Linked DNA regions of Rattus norvegicus: region 2 is linked to region 1. The links are chromatin contacts, called in public Hi-C maps. All regions are on one chromosome and are shown on one strand. The core of a region is the stretch at or near the end of the contact, and the rest is flanking DNA. Distances in the headings are between cores, read along the strand shown. Region 1 holds the start of Ccnd2 (cyclin D2). Region 2 has its middle 120 kb from the start of Parp11.

What was found. A called contact is a pair of places that touch in the nucleus more often than the background predicts.
Region 2: a contact with region 1 is called in a Hi-C map of Schwann cells, with 4 times the contacts expected there. The contact joins the enhancer-like site here to the promoter of Ccnd2 in region 1. A contact is called at or near these places in 6 of 12 Hi-C or Micro-C datasets (the A7r5 cell line, Schwann cells, frontal cortex and 3 more) and 1 of 1 datasets of contacts at active chromatin or transcription factors (oligodendrocytes).

Annotation. Positions count from the first base shown.
Region 1 is chr4:161,669,649-161,676,745 of GRCr8, forward strand. It overlaps Ccnd2 (cyclin D2), which reads right to left and starts at 5,774. Exons shown (of 5, transcript NM_022267.2): 1 at 5,583-5,774; 2 at 3,701-3,916; 3 at 1,123-1,282. The coding sequence starts at 5,774.
Region 2 is chr4:161,863,480-161,870,136 of GRCr8, forward strand. No RefSeq gene overlaps it. Among named protein-coding and RNA genes, the nearest start is that of Parp11, 120 kb to the right of the region's middle. Within about 2 kb of position 4,467, at least 35 of the 93 cell types and tissues checked have an H3K27ac peak or open chromatin away from gene starts, as enhancers often do. A contact at or near this core is called in the A7r5 cell line, Schwann cells and liver, where this site is marked.

The DNA of each region.
Region 1 (7,097 bases), core at 4,524-7,023:
ATGTCTCCAAAGGCCTGTTTTGCAGATCCAGTTGAACTTCAGAGAGGTCAGACAGCCTGTGCAAGGTCACTCAGTGGTAAGTAACAAAGTCTGTCTGACCTTTGAACTTCGAACAAAGCAGAGGCCCTATTGTTCATTAGATCATCAGCTATACAAACATATAATTAAATGTTACAAGGAATTAAAATGTTACACTCCACCCCGGCTCCCCATCACATCTACACATTTTAACAACCCCTGGTGAATTGAGCTGCACCCCACTGGCGGTCAATTCTTTCTTGACCTGCTAACCCTGAGGAGATGAACTCCTGACACTTGACCCCTGGATTCTCAAGGTTCTAGGGCAGTGTCCTCAACCTTCCTAATGCTGTGACCCTCAGACCGTGATGACCCCCAATCGTAAAATCATTCCGTTGCTACTTCACGACTGTAATTTTGCTACTTTATGACTCATAATGTAGAGATCTGATATGCAGGATATCTGATCTGCAGGCTATCTGAGAAGCAAGCCCTGTGGGGTCTCGACCCACAGATTGAGAAATACTGTTCTGGGGTCTCCCCAGGTGTGGGGTCAATAACAGCTATGTATCAAAATCCTTCGCAGAGCTCACAGAGCTTACAAAACAGATCTTTGCTCAAAGGTTCACTCCCTCATCGACAGAGGAAGCAGCAAGAAGGCAATACATGAGCGACACCTAAGGAATTCCTCGCCCCCTTCTCAGGGCGGGCTGCATACGTATCTTGCAGATGGTCCTTTAACATGCACTTGCCCCCTACCTTCCTTAAATTCCTTTTTGAGCTTATCTGTTGGCTGTCCTTTGCCTCAAAAGATTAAAGATTTAAACACAACCAGCGAGCAGTACGTGTAGTCTTCAAAGAGCCCTCTAGACATCATGAACAGTATTTCAGCAGGCACTGACTTCTTTGCCCTTACCACGCCTGCCCTGCCTTTACGAGTAAAGCGGAGAGAGAAAACACTCTAGTTCCGATAAAGCACGGAAAAGACAGAGCTGAGGCTCCAGACTGGCTTACTCAGGCCCGCTTGCCTCGACCCCCAGAGTGATGCAGACGGCAACCCCACCTCCCACGGCCCCGAATGTGAGCCCAGTGAACCCTTCTCACCGGTAGCACACAGAGCGATGAAGGTCTGCGCATGCTTGCGGATCAGGGACAGCTTCTCCTTCTGCTGGGGCAGCTTGCGTAGGATGTGCTCAATGAAGTCGTGAGGGGTTACTGCAGCCAGGTTCCACTTCAGCTTACCCAGCACCACCAGTTCCCACTCCTGCAGAGGGTGGGAAGAAGAGAGCAGGGCGCTAAAAATCCGTAGGCTGACTCCAGGGTTGGGCCGGGGCGCGGGGGGTGGTGGGGGGGGTTGGGTCGCAGACCAGCTTTAATGGTGCTCAGTAGGCTGGACCACAGGATCAAGATCTTTTTTTTTTTTTTTTTTTTTGGTTCTTTTTTTCGGAGCTGGGGACCGAACCCAGGGCCTTGTGCTTCCTAGGTAAGCGCTCTACCACTGAGCTAAATCCCCAGCCCCAGGATCAAGATCTTAATGGGAGCCTCACGTGTCACGGTGTCCCCCAGCTGGTGGCTCCTCTTGGGCTAAAAAGTCAGGCTTCACTGAAACTAATAAGAGGCCAGGTAGCTACTGCCAAGATCAGACTTTAGTCTTTTCCTATCCTACTCCCACCCGTTCCACAAAACGCTCTTGCCTGCCCACTCGGAAAGTTGGGCTTATAGTAAAATCTAGCCAAGGTCACTGTGGTGCAAGAATGTATTGGATATATCTCTATCAGAAGACTAATAGTCTCTTTACTCCTCATGAGAGAAAAAAAAAAAGATGCTTGCAGATGTTGAACAAAATAAGTTAGCTTCCTTGGCCCAACTCCTTGGCAGCCAATTAGCCCGCCTTTACTTGTGGGAGAAAGTATCATTTTTCCTCTCTGCCGCCAACACTTTCCCCTTTGACACACCGTGTAGAAGTCTTGGGGCTATGACACTCACCCTTTCCCCTAACTCTTCACTGGCCTTTGTGTTCATGGCTAGCGGGCCCAAGGTGGTCACCCGCGACCTCATTTTGCAGATAGTGATTTGAGGCCCGATGGAGGTCCTAAAGTTCCTCGGCCCATGTATCGGGCTGTAACCTTCTCTTTTATGGGGCTCCACTGCACCCCACTAGTGAGCTACCTTGTGTCTCTCCCCTTTTGTGAAATAAATACGGGGAAATTATGTTCGCTGAACTGGATCGAATAAAATAACAGCCTACGAAGATGTCTGCCTGCTGGGACTTCACTCTTTAGTTTACCTGGCTTCATCTGCTAAGTGTGGGGCTATAACGCACCAGCCACCAGGCTAGCTAAGGTGTGTCTGGAGCAAGCTCCCTTCATGCATAAAATAGGAAGGCTCTTCTAGGGTGTAACACTTCTGGAAGGGAGGCGGGATGCTGACATGTTTTATTTGGAGAATTGAGTTAGCTTTGCTGATCCTGGAAAAAATTAGAGTGTCTTGAAAAATATCTCAAATCCTCCAGCACACCTGCCACATGGAAGATTCTTTTTCTTGTTTTTTTGAGAAAAACAAGCTGGTCTCTAATTCTAATCTTCCCCCACCCCCCACAAGCTTTCAAGTCTGCTGGGGCTTTTTTGTTGAAAGCTAGGATTCAAAACCTTCTTAACTACGCAAAACCCAGAAATGGCTTGAATCTCAGCCCTTCCTTCTTCGAGGGCGATGTGAGCACAAACTTGTCCTCTGGCACCATTTTTGAAAGAAGCAGATCTTCCAGAAGAAAGCACCTTTAGGGGCCTCTCAGACCAAACCAGAAGCAGCTGAAATCTGGCAGCGGTTCAAAGGTGAAGTCATTCATGTCCCTCTTTGCATTCTCCGCAATTCCTCCCCGAGCCTTGCACATGTCTGCCGCTAGGTGTCAGCACAGGCCCAGAAAGGACGGCTCCTCACAAAGGGCTCGGTTCAAGAAGCCAGTCTGCCCAGGAGATTGATTATGCAGGCCCAAGCAATGCCAGCAAGAGGGAGGGAGTTGATAGAGGGGGTGGTCTTCTGTCACCCGTGTTTAAGACAGAAGGTGTGCAAACCACTGAGGGTGGGCCCCAGAACTGCAAAAGAGAGCTGCAGAACCTTTAGTGTGCAGTAGTAATCCGGAGGGGTAAGTGCGTGAGGAAAAAGGGGAGATGGTAGGGAAAACCAAGACAGGACCCCGTGGGGATGAACACCCTGGGGACTGTATCTAGGTCACTATGCCTTTGGGTGCTTCAGATTCCCACTAGTAGAAAGTCAGATATTGATTTTTGCCTAAAAGCTGATACGTAGTGCTTTGTAGCTACTTAGCGGTCAGCTACTATGTTCCGATTGTGAGACTTTATTGGTCTATAAGACAGACCTGAGAGACCCCCAGGCTCTTGGGAAACACATTGCAATGAGCATGTGAGAAACCAGACTGCGTTCTCAGGGTTCATTGGAAATCTGGACCTTAATTAAAACATCAACTAAAATTTTCTACCCAAATCCCCACTCACTCACAATAGAATTTCACACTCGCAAATTTCCACGAGGTACTGAGAGCTTTGCTCACTTCCCAGACAGGGGAAGATTAGCTCTCTCCTACTAAAGGAGACAGTGTTGGGTAGCGTGAAGGTCCGAGCATGATGGGGGAAGGCAGAGTCAGGAGCAGGGAGGGCAGCATTACCAGCAGCTCCTGGGGTTTCACAGAATTGTCGGTGTAAATACACAGCTTTTCGGCAGTCAGCGGGATGGTCTCTTTCAGCTTGGAAGCTAGGAACATGCACACAGCGCCCAGGAGCTGGAGATGGGTCTTAGGAGTCGGGACTCCAGCCAAGAAACGGTCCAGGTAATTCATGGCCAGAGGAAAGACCTCTTCTTCACACTTCTGTTCCTCACAGACCTACAATCAGAGTGGGATAGGGTCCGAGAGGACAGTGAAAAAAATAGTATCAGAAACAGAGGGAAAGGGGGGGGGGAAGGCATAACCCGTAGTAACAAAAAGCATTTGTGTGTGTGTGTGTGTGTGTGTGTGTGTGTGTGTGTAGGGGGAGGGGGAAGAGTAGAAAGGATAGTAAGAATAAAGGTGAGAACTCTGGGGTAAATCCGAAGAGCCTTTGGGGCTCGGGTATTCTGACAAGGCTGAGAAAGGTGATGAACTAAAGCCTCCACAAACCCCAAGGCAAAGCCCAGAGCCGCCGCCGCCTGCCGCTCCTTCTGGCTCACTTCTCAGCATTCTAACTCACTCTCTTTTTTGGATTTCGTCATCTTTTCAAAAAATCAATAAAAATATTCTGGAAGCTCCGAGAGTCTACTTCTTGGTCTCATTCGGATCCCCAGATCCTATTCTACCATTCCCGACAATTGAAAAAAATATCCAGGGTGGTCTCGGCGGCCCAGGGGCCGCTGTTTGGTGGGTGGGTGGAGAAGAGAGGGGGAGGGAAGAGGAGGAAGCGCGCCTCAGCCGCCACAGTTGGAGTCGGAGCAGGGGGGACAGTTTCAAAAAATTATTAAAAATCGAGGAAAAAGTCTAGAAACGTTCTATGGACCTGAAAACCCCAGAGACATTCCAGGCTGCTGGAATAGAGGTTTCGGATGTCCGTAAGGTCCGTATCTCCACCCCAGGGGCTCTGGATCACAGTGGGGAAACTTGCAGAGTGTTCGGCTGCGGCCCACAGGGCAGTAGCTAGGAAGACTGTGCCCCGCTGGGGGTTGGGTGAGACGAAACCAGGGAACCCCCTTAAGGAGGCATGCGGGACTCTGACTTCTCATTTGGGGGTGCCCCCTAGCCCGCTCTACACACCTCCTCCCCCGCTTCCTACCCCACCCAAATCTGCGCGCTGAAGAAGCAGCCAAACTGTAAGTAACCTTGGTGAACTGAGGGCTGGGAAAGAGGGCACGGCCAGAAAGAGATGGCCCAGGATCGTGGGGTGCGGGGGGGCAGGGGAGTCGGCGAATATTGCCAGTCCTTGTAATTGGTGTTTGCAAAGCAACATGGCGAAACCACCGCAGGTCCAGAGCTGTGCATACGTGGGCACCCTGCTCTCTCGGCAAAGATTGCAAGCGAGGCTAAAGCAGCGGTTCTTTCAGATTCCCCTAAACGCACGTTTGTTTTTTTTTTTTTTTCCAGTGTGACTTCCGGGGCTCTCCTGAATTCCCTGTTTCTCCCCCACCCCCACCTCCCGCCAAAGTGCCAACGCGGAGTCCTTACCACACGCAGGGGACCTAAGACTCGGACGGTTTGCCCCAACCTTGGAAGTGGGGGGGGGTCTTTAAATGTTTGTATGGATTGTTAGGTCTCAACACCCTCACGGAAGGCAGCCTTCCACACCACAGGTCAGAAATGGGGATGGGAAGACGAAGAAGCCACATGCAGGCACACGCGCGCGGGATGCCACCCCCGGGGTGGGGGGGAGACATCTTCGCCTCACCCACGTTTTCCTCCACTAGTTAATCTAGCAAGGGACAGGATTAGCGTCTCGCCCAAGGGTGCGGGGCTACCTCGCGCACGAGCTCCCGGAGGCCCGCGCAGGGGTAGTCCTCTCGCAGTTTGTCGCCCGCACACCTACCTCTAGCATCCAGGTAGCCACCATCCTGCGCATGTACGGCTGGATGTCCTTCTGCACGCACTTGAAATAGGAACACTGCGGGAGGTAGCGCTCCTCGATAGTCAACAGGTTCTGCAGGACGCGGTCTTCCAGCAGGTTGCGGTCCGGCACGGCCCTGCGGACCGGGTCCACCTCACAGCACAGCAGCTCCATAGCTAGCCGGTCACCACTCGGTCCCGACTGTAAAATTTTATTATTATTTTTTTTGGAGGTGGGAGGTGCTTCCCTTACCTCCTTCCTTTGGCTGAATGCGAGATTTGGGAGAGGAAAGAAATGGCAAAGAGAGAGGGAGAGAGGGAGAGAAGAGTGGAAGGTGGGCGAGCAGAGCCTCAAGGGCTGCCTGACTCGCACCAATCCTTCCCTCTGAACTGCTTCGCTCTCTTCAGCTCGCTCTCCTCTCTCTGAGGCAGTGACGCAAGCTGGAAGGGCAGTTAGATCTCCTCCCCCTCTCAGGTTCCTCCTCCCCCTTTCCTCCCCTCTCCTGGCGTCCCTCCCCTCCTTTCAATCTTTCCCTCCCTCTTTCCCTTTTCTCCCCCCCCCCTTGTTATTAAGGAGCACAGCAGCTGGCCTGACCAAACTTCAAACACGATTCCCCGCTCCCCACCCCCAACCCCTCTCCCTAGTTCTCCTAGTATCCAGCCCCGCATGCTAGGGGCCCCGGATAGGGGAACCCTCAAAACCCACGGATTCCTATTGATTCTCTATCCTTTCTGACATTCTGTAGGCATACCATGGGGGAATGGGGGGGGTGCACTTAACTTCGGAGGCTTGCAATACGATCAGGAAAATAGCCCACTATTCAAGATTCAGGTAGATTGATTTAACATGTGGATGAACTCCCATAACGTAAAAGTAGACCCCTGAAGGAAGAATAAGGGAAGGCTGATTTGAGAAAATTACAACTTCGCAAACTTAGGGACAAAGGTTATTCCCCTGAGGCTTAGACTCCTGATAACTTTCAAGCTGTTTTTCGGTCCCCGAGCCACGTGCGTGGAAAGGAAGAGGAGGAAGGCGTGGATGTTGGAGGAAAGGGGTGCTTCTCAAGCCTGGTAGAATATGACCCTCGTGCGGAAACTTTCCTGTTCTTGGGGGCGCCATTGGACAACGCGGCCAGTCGCTCAGGGCCGCTGCAGGCCGGGGGGCAGGGCTAGCAGCGGTTCCTCTGCGGGCCTCGGCCACGCAGGAAAAGCCCGCTTCCTCGCCCCTGCATCTGCTGACAAGCCGCCCTAGGTGTCTGCACGGAGCGTGGCCACACTGATACAGCTTTCTAGGAAATGGCTCGGGAGGGGCCAGGGAGGGGGAGAGGGAGGGTTTAGGTTTGGCTCTCTTTGCGCCAGCATGGCCACCCTTCCTCCTCCCCCCCGCACCCCCCTCCCCGGGACTCCAGAGTCCTGCACCCTTCAATCCCCGACCCCGCGGGGGTTCGCGCCTCATTTTTCCGCCTGGATTTTGGGTCGGCTCTGACATGTGCTTTAA
Region 2 (6,657 bases), core at 3,217-5,716, 190 kb after region 1:
ATTTGAAATCTTCAACCTCACCCCAACCAGTGGAGGTGAGTCTCCTGGGGGGAACCACCGATCACGATTGATAATCCTACGAATGACTGAAGAAGTACAATCTCCAAAAACGTGTGGGGAGATGAGTTAGCTGACAGAACCTCCAGTCCAGACAGAAATGGTGAAACAGGCGCACAAGGGAAGCTCCAGCAAGGATTCCTGCAGCAGATGGATCAGGATGTTCATGAGCCAGAGTGGGAGGAGGGGCAGACAGTGCACCAAGGGGAACTGGAGAAAGCAGGGTGTCTCAGAAACCAAGTGTGGCATCGAGATCTACAAGAACCTGGACATGCGTATCCTTGCCTCAAGGTTTTAGCTACAAACAGTGATAATATTATCAGAGTGTGTTGACTCTACACGAAGCCTAGCTCAGGGCTTGGCCGCACTGTGTTATTCAGACTATGGTAAGCTGCTCTTTATTTTATGGGCAAGGAACCAGCCAAAATCAAAAGAAATCCCAACTCCTATAGGAAGGATGTGCACTTCCGTGGAGTCCAAAGAGCAGACGTGGGGATGTTTGCTCTGGGGGTGTACCTGAGAGGCTGTGCCCCTGGTTATGTAAACTGAACTGGGAGCTATCTGTACTATATACATGGGGTTGGGTGTGGGCACAGATAGGCGAGGAGAATGTGGGTGTGCTCGATGTGAATCAAAGTGTACGATGTCGGTTACCTTACACATGTTGTCCCACGTAGCCTTTCTTTGAAGCCTAAGTGTTCTCTCCTCTCTGCCTGGTCCTTCCTTCAACCTGCACACATTCCTTCACTGTAAGAAATCTGCCCCTGCTCCTTGAGAAGGGTGGTAGAACTCATGCTCCCCCTCCCCCAGGACTTTACCTAACCCCAGTCAAACATCTTTTCATGCCTGGTAAGGGGCAGTTCAGTAAGCAGGCTTCAGTTGCATTTAAAACTACCAGAAAAAGCAAAGACTGTTTTAAATCACCAGGGATGTGGCCGGGCAGGTGGTAGCCAGCCACTCTCTAGCTTTTCTGAAGCCAGCAGAAGAGATGTGTTTGCTTTGGAGCAAGGAGTTTCCACACTATCCCCCAAAGCTCCCCTATAGGTAAGTCTGTGAGTGCACTGGCAGCACCCATCAGAAGAGGTTAGACAATAGCCCTCTCCTATTGGAGGAGAATGTTAGGCTGTCAGTACTCACCTGCAGGGATGGCTACTCCCTTATCTACCATTATGATGCTTAGAAGCCAGTGGCATACACTACACCAAAACTCAGACCACAGTAATTGCATGATGTTCTGCCGGAATAATAGGAAACGACTATCATATTTAAGTCATGGTGTCACGAATCGCTCTAGAGCTGTGTGGGGCTGCAGCAGACCTTGGAAGGGACCAAGTCACCGATCTGCCTTGTTTGCTCGACACTCCTATAACTTCCTCTCTACCCATCCTTCCTGATTCAGCCTGAAAGATATGCAAAGGCAGAGAGAAGACTTCTGAAGATTGTTAGGCAAGACTCTAGCAAGTCCATCACACATCACGACCTAGAACGCGCACAATCAATCATATAAGCACACATATTTTGCAAAGCATACGCATCCATGTACTCTGAGGTCTTCTGTTCCATTCTGTAGTCACCCATTCTAGTTTTCAATGTTAATGACTCTCACTCTGCAACCCAAAGTTTGAAAGGCAACATTCTTCACTGCTGATTCCCCCAACAATTCTAGCTGCTCTCTACTCCCTCTACATGAGGTCCAATGTCTTTTTTTTTCTTTTTTCCGGAGCTGGGGACTGAACCCAGGGCCTTGCGATTGCTAGGCAAGTGCTCTACCACTGAGCTAAATCCCCAACCCCGAGGTCCAATGTCTTTATCACAATAAGTCATCCCATTCGGCTTCAGTCTGGCCAATCACCTGAGCTATTGACACATCTGGCACCTGACTACTGTGTCTGTCCTTCTTCCTAGCCTGCACATGCGACAGAAAACCTCTCTTTCCTTGTATAGCATCCCAGACACCATTCCTCTGAAAGCTATTTTGTGTGCCCCCGCAGAAACAAACTTCACTATGCTGCCACAGTCTTCAGGAATTTTTTTTTTTTTAATTTCTCTCTCTTTTTAATTGTAGCACAGAATGACTGCCTGGCCCTGCTTCAGAGTGGTGTTTGGGGTGGGGGTAGGAATGAAAACATGCAAATGAACACGGAGGTCAAAGGTCGATTGAGGTTGGGTATCTTCCTCCATTGCTCTCCTCCAGCTTATTTTTTGAGGCAAGGAACTGGAACTGCAGTTTATTGATTTGATTAATCGGACTGGTCTGCAAGTTTTGGGGATCCTCCTGTCTCAGCTGTAATTACAAATGCTAGCTTTTTACCAGGGTGCTAAAGATCTGAACTCGGGTCCTGATACTTATACTTTACCAACTGAACCACCTCCCCAGCCAAAGGAATTTAAAAAAAAATAACCCTTTCCTTTGTGATTATGGCCCTTTCTTCTTGTCAGCTTGTCCCCCTTTCTCCTGTTTCAGTAAAGCTCAGAACGCCTCACAGAATGGGGAGTTCTGAAGGAGGCAGGAAAAAACGACCGGGTCTGGTTTGTCTTTATTTTCTTTTAGACAGACAGTCTCATTACCAAGGTCTGTGAGCTTGTCCAAGGCGCAGCACAATCCGTTGGAAGGAGCTAGCCGAGGTGGAGAAATGGAGAATGGTGGCCCGCTGAGGCTGCCAAGGCAGGGTAGGTACTCACATGAGGGAATGAAGGAAACAATACTGATTCCCAGACCAATGACAAAACCTTGTCACCAAGCAAGTGCCTGTGGCAGTCTGGGCTGGCGGGCAACAGACACCCAACTTCTACCTATCCAAGAAACTTGATGAACAGTTCGTTACCTTCATCTACTTAATGGCTGGTAAAGATGAGTCGGTGAGTAAAGGTACTGGCTGCCAGGCGTGATGACCTTAGCTCAAGTTCCAGAGCTCTGGAAAGAGAGAAAAGCCTCCCACAAGTTGTTTTCTGACTGCCATGTGCAGCATCTCAAATGAATGAATGAATGAATGAATGAATGAATGAATGAATGAATGAATGCATGTTGTAACAAACAAACACTTCAACAAAAAATAACAGCCCAAAGATCCCAGTGTTCTGCAGCTCTAAAGTAATGATGTGTATATTGTTCCATTTAATCATGGAGATCAGGGAAAGGCAATTTGCTTAACACATCTTGATAGCCAGGGAAAAGAGACCAAGGCAGGCCAATGACTTGCCCATGGTCACGCCTGATTAGCAGCAGAGCACAGAGCTTTTTTATGGCAACCATGCTGGTCACCCATAGAAGCACCTAGTGGGAGCTAAGGCTCTGAGGGCTGCACTGCACCCAGATTGCAGAGCCCCCTAAACCAGGCGAAGCCCTGCTGCCTGCCTTGTCTTCAGAGAGAGGCTTCCCAAGCCATCAGCCCTGCCCATCACGCTCTGCCACATGCCATATACATTAATGGTCTCTTCGCAGTATTGTGGCTGTTACCAAGTGCCTAAGCTATTAACTCACCAGCAGCAGGTGCCAAATTGCCTCTTCTTCTGCACAAGATGTTCATTTAAAACCAAATTACACGTAAATCCTCAAGTGCCTGATTATTTCCTTCAGCCCTTAGTTTTTTTTTTTTTTTGTTTGTTTTTTTTTTTTTTTTTTTTTTTTTGTGGCTCCCACCCCCTCCACACCCGGCTGCTGGGTGTCTCTGAGATGACACGTGGCATCTACGCAGTCATGCACTGAGAAACTGGGCCGTGTGGACCCCAAGCTCCCGCATGCGAGGTGCATGTGTAGAACTGGAAGGATGTTTAGGGACGCTTCCCCCATAAACTTGACCCTCTTCATTGGAAACTGAGGCCAAGAATGCAAAAAGGGCTTGCCCAAACAAGCTGCAAAGACCAGACTAGCATAAGTTTTTTGCTTTGCCAAAGAGGAATCTAAGCTTAGAGGGGTGGTTAAGTGACCACCCCTCAAGCCTGGAATCGCCTTGAGAAGGGCAAGAGGCAGTCCCTGGGAATCGCGCCTTCCTACTGTCTTAGGCGCTGTGTCCCCTGAGGCCTGGGTGCCCCTTGGCCCTTGTGTGCATTGCTGAAGACGGGATGGGGCACCGATGGGGGCGGGGAGGGGGGCAAGAGGGTCTTGACCCTGCAGAAACCAGCTCCGAGGAGAGGCCCCACCCCAGAGTTGAAGGGGCCTCTGGTTGTTGAGCCCGGGACAGGGTCCGAATGCCTTTCCCCATTCAGTAGGATTATCCCTTTTGAATTGTTGGGGGCGGAAAAAAAAAAGCTACAGCTAGCGAACCCTGCCTGACAACACCGAAGGAATTTTTCCCAGGGATCAGCCGAAAGCTGACTCACATTTAAAGACTTGCCCAAAGTGGTCATGCCCCTCTGAGCAAATACCACAGGCATGTAAAACCTCGCTCCCCGCGGCCTCCGGCGGCCGCCCATTGGAGCGGCGGGGCGCCTCTTGGGCCGCGCTCAGCCAATCGCAGCGCCGCGGCGCCCGGTTGCTAACCGGGCTGCGGGTCGGCGGCAGGCGCGGGCCGGGAGCTGTCACCGCTTGTTTCCTGTCCCGGGGGCGGGCGTGCAGCGGGTGGGAGGCCCAGGCTGTTTGTTTAGGCAGGTAAGGCCTGCGAGGGGAAGCCAAAGATCCAAGGCGGAGCCACCTACCCACCCGGGAGCCTGTTGTGGGGCCTGGGAGAGTGCAGGCTTCAGGCCGGCTGGGGTGCATTCCTGGGCTGCCGCCCTATGCTTCCAGGGGGCCCGGCCTGGGCGACCCCTCTGCTGTCAGGATGCTTGCAAGTCCTGCATCCATTAGTCATTCCGTTACATCCCACGACCCCAGCAGAGGGCAAGCCGGCCAGGGCAACACTCCTAAGAAGTGAAAGGGTTCTGGCCTAGCCACCACCAGATCCACGAATCAGCATGCCCTCTTCAGTTGAGACAAGGTTGTTCTCTACTGTAGTCTTGGCTGGCCAAGAATTCACCACATAGCTCAGGGAGGCTTAGAACTTGTGAGGGGTCTTTTTGCCCCCAGCCTCTAGAGTGGGAGTGCTAGAAAGATTACAGGCATGAGCAGAACTGTCAAGCACAACTGTAGCTCTTGTCTTCTGTCAACCTAAATATACTTTCTGCTCTGTGTTTGTTTTTGTTTGTTGTTTGTTTGGGGTTGTTGTTGCTTTTGAGACAGTGTCTCGTGTATCCCAGGCTGGCCTTAAATCCGCTGAGGATGACCTAAAACTCCTGATCTTCCAGCCTCCACCTTCCCGGTGCTGGGATTGTGGGAGTATACAGTCACACTTGGTTTTATGCAGTTCTGGGGATCAAACCCAGGGTCCCCTGCATGCCAAGCAAGTGGGCCACTGCAGACCTTGAGCTCCCAGTCCCGTTTGTTCATCTCTAAAACGAGATATGTAGACCGACCCTCTTCCCAATCCCTGGCTCAAAGACCGTTGGTTCTTATCTGGAGTATGAGAGGAACGCTGAGGTTAGAGTCTAGTTTCTCAGTCCTGGTTTCCCGCGGAACAGCCCAAGTGCATATGGCATCTGGCCATTGACTCAAAACAGAGGGTCCTCTCTTCCCTTCCAGCCTTCCCTCTGTCCAGCTGTGCAGGATAGCTTCATATTCCTTCTGCCGGCCTCTAGTTTTTTTGTACCACCTGTCCCATCCCTTAGACACACCACGTCTCCTCCTTTGTCCATTTTCCAGATCTCTGCAGAAATGGCCCATTGTCTCTGTGCCATAATTTTCTGTAGGTCATTGCTGTCATTTCCATGGTGCCCCGAGATTCTCAGGCACACATATACCCTAAACCACAATTGTAGTTTCTTCTGTTAGGCAGGACAGGGGCCACTACTCGTTTGTTTTGTGTCATTCCCCCCACCCCCCCAGTTCCTAGCATGTGATAAATATTAAATTGAAGTTATTTTCAGAAAAAAAAGCCTCAGAGAAGTATGCAGAGAAATATGGTGGAGCATCTAACCTGAGCTGAGCATCCCAACAGTAAGCGAGCTTCTCAGAGAGGACGAGCCTTCGTGGAGTCTAGAGATCCCTCTCCATTCAGATCCTCCCTTTAAACCGTCATCCATATGGATATTTTGTTCTTTTCATGCCCAATCTGAAGTAAGCTTAGCTTGGTCTTTATCTTAAGCTAAAAGATGAATTCCTTAACACACACACATGCCGTGTGTGTGTGTGTGTGTGTGTAGGGGGCTGTATGTGTGTAAATCATAGCTAGTTTGGGACCAGCCTAGGCTTTGTGAGACCATGTTTCAAAAACAAAGAAACAAAAAACTCCAAGTATATTGTCAACGTTCCTTAAGATTAGCAGTGAGGTGTGGGAGGGAACCATAATTATAGCTAAAGAAGGGTGCTCAGGCCAGGGAGGTTTATACACGGCGTGAGACTTTTTCTGGGTACCATTCTCTTAGCCAGGATCTAAAAGTTAGCTGACCCTTACCCCCAGTACCCATAGACATGAGACACGCTCACACCATTCCACTACAACCACCAGCTGACTGAGCCTGGGAATCTGGTTAGAAGGGAGGAGAGGAGTGGCGCTCCTTGGTTGAAGGACTAGCACTTGGCTCCTGGTCTCGCCTGAATGCTTTTCTGTCATGAAGAGTTGGCTGTCC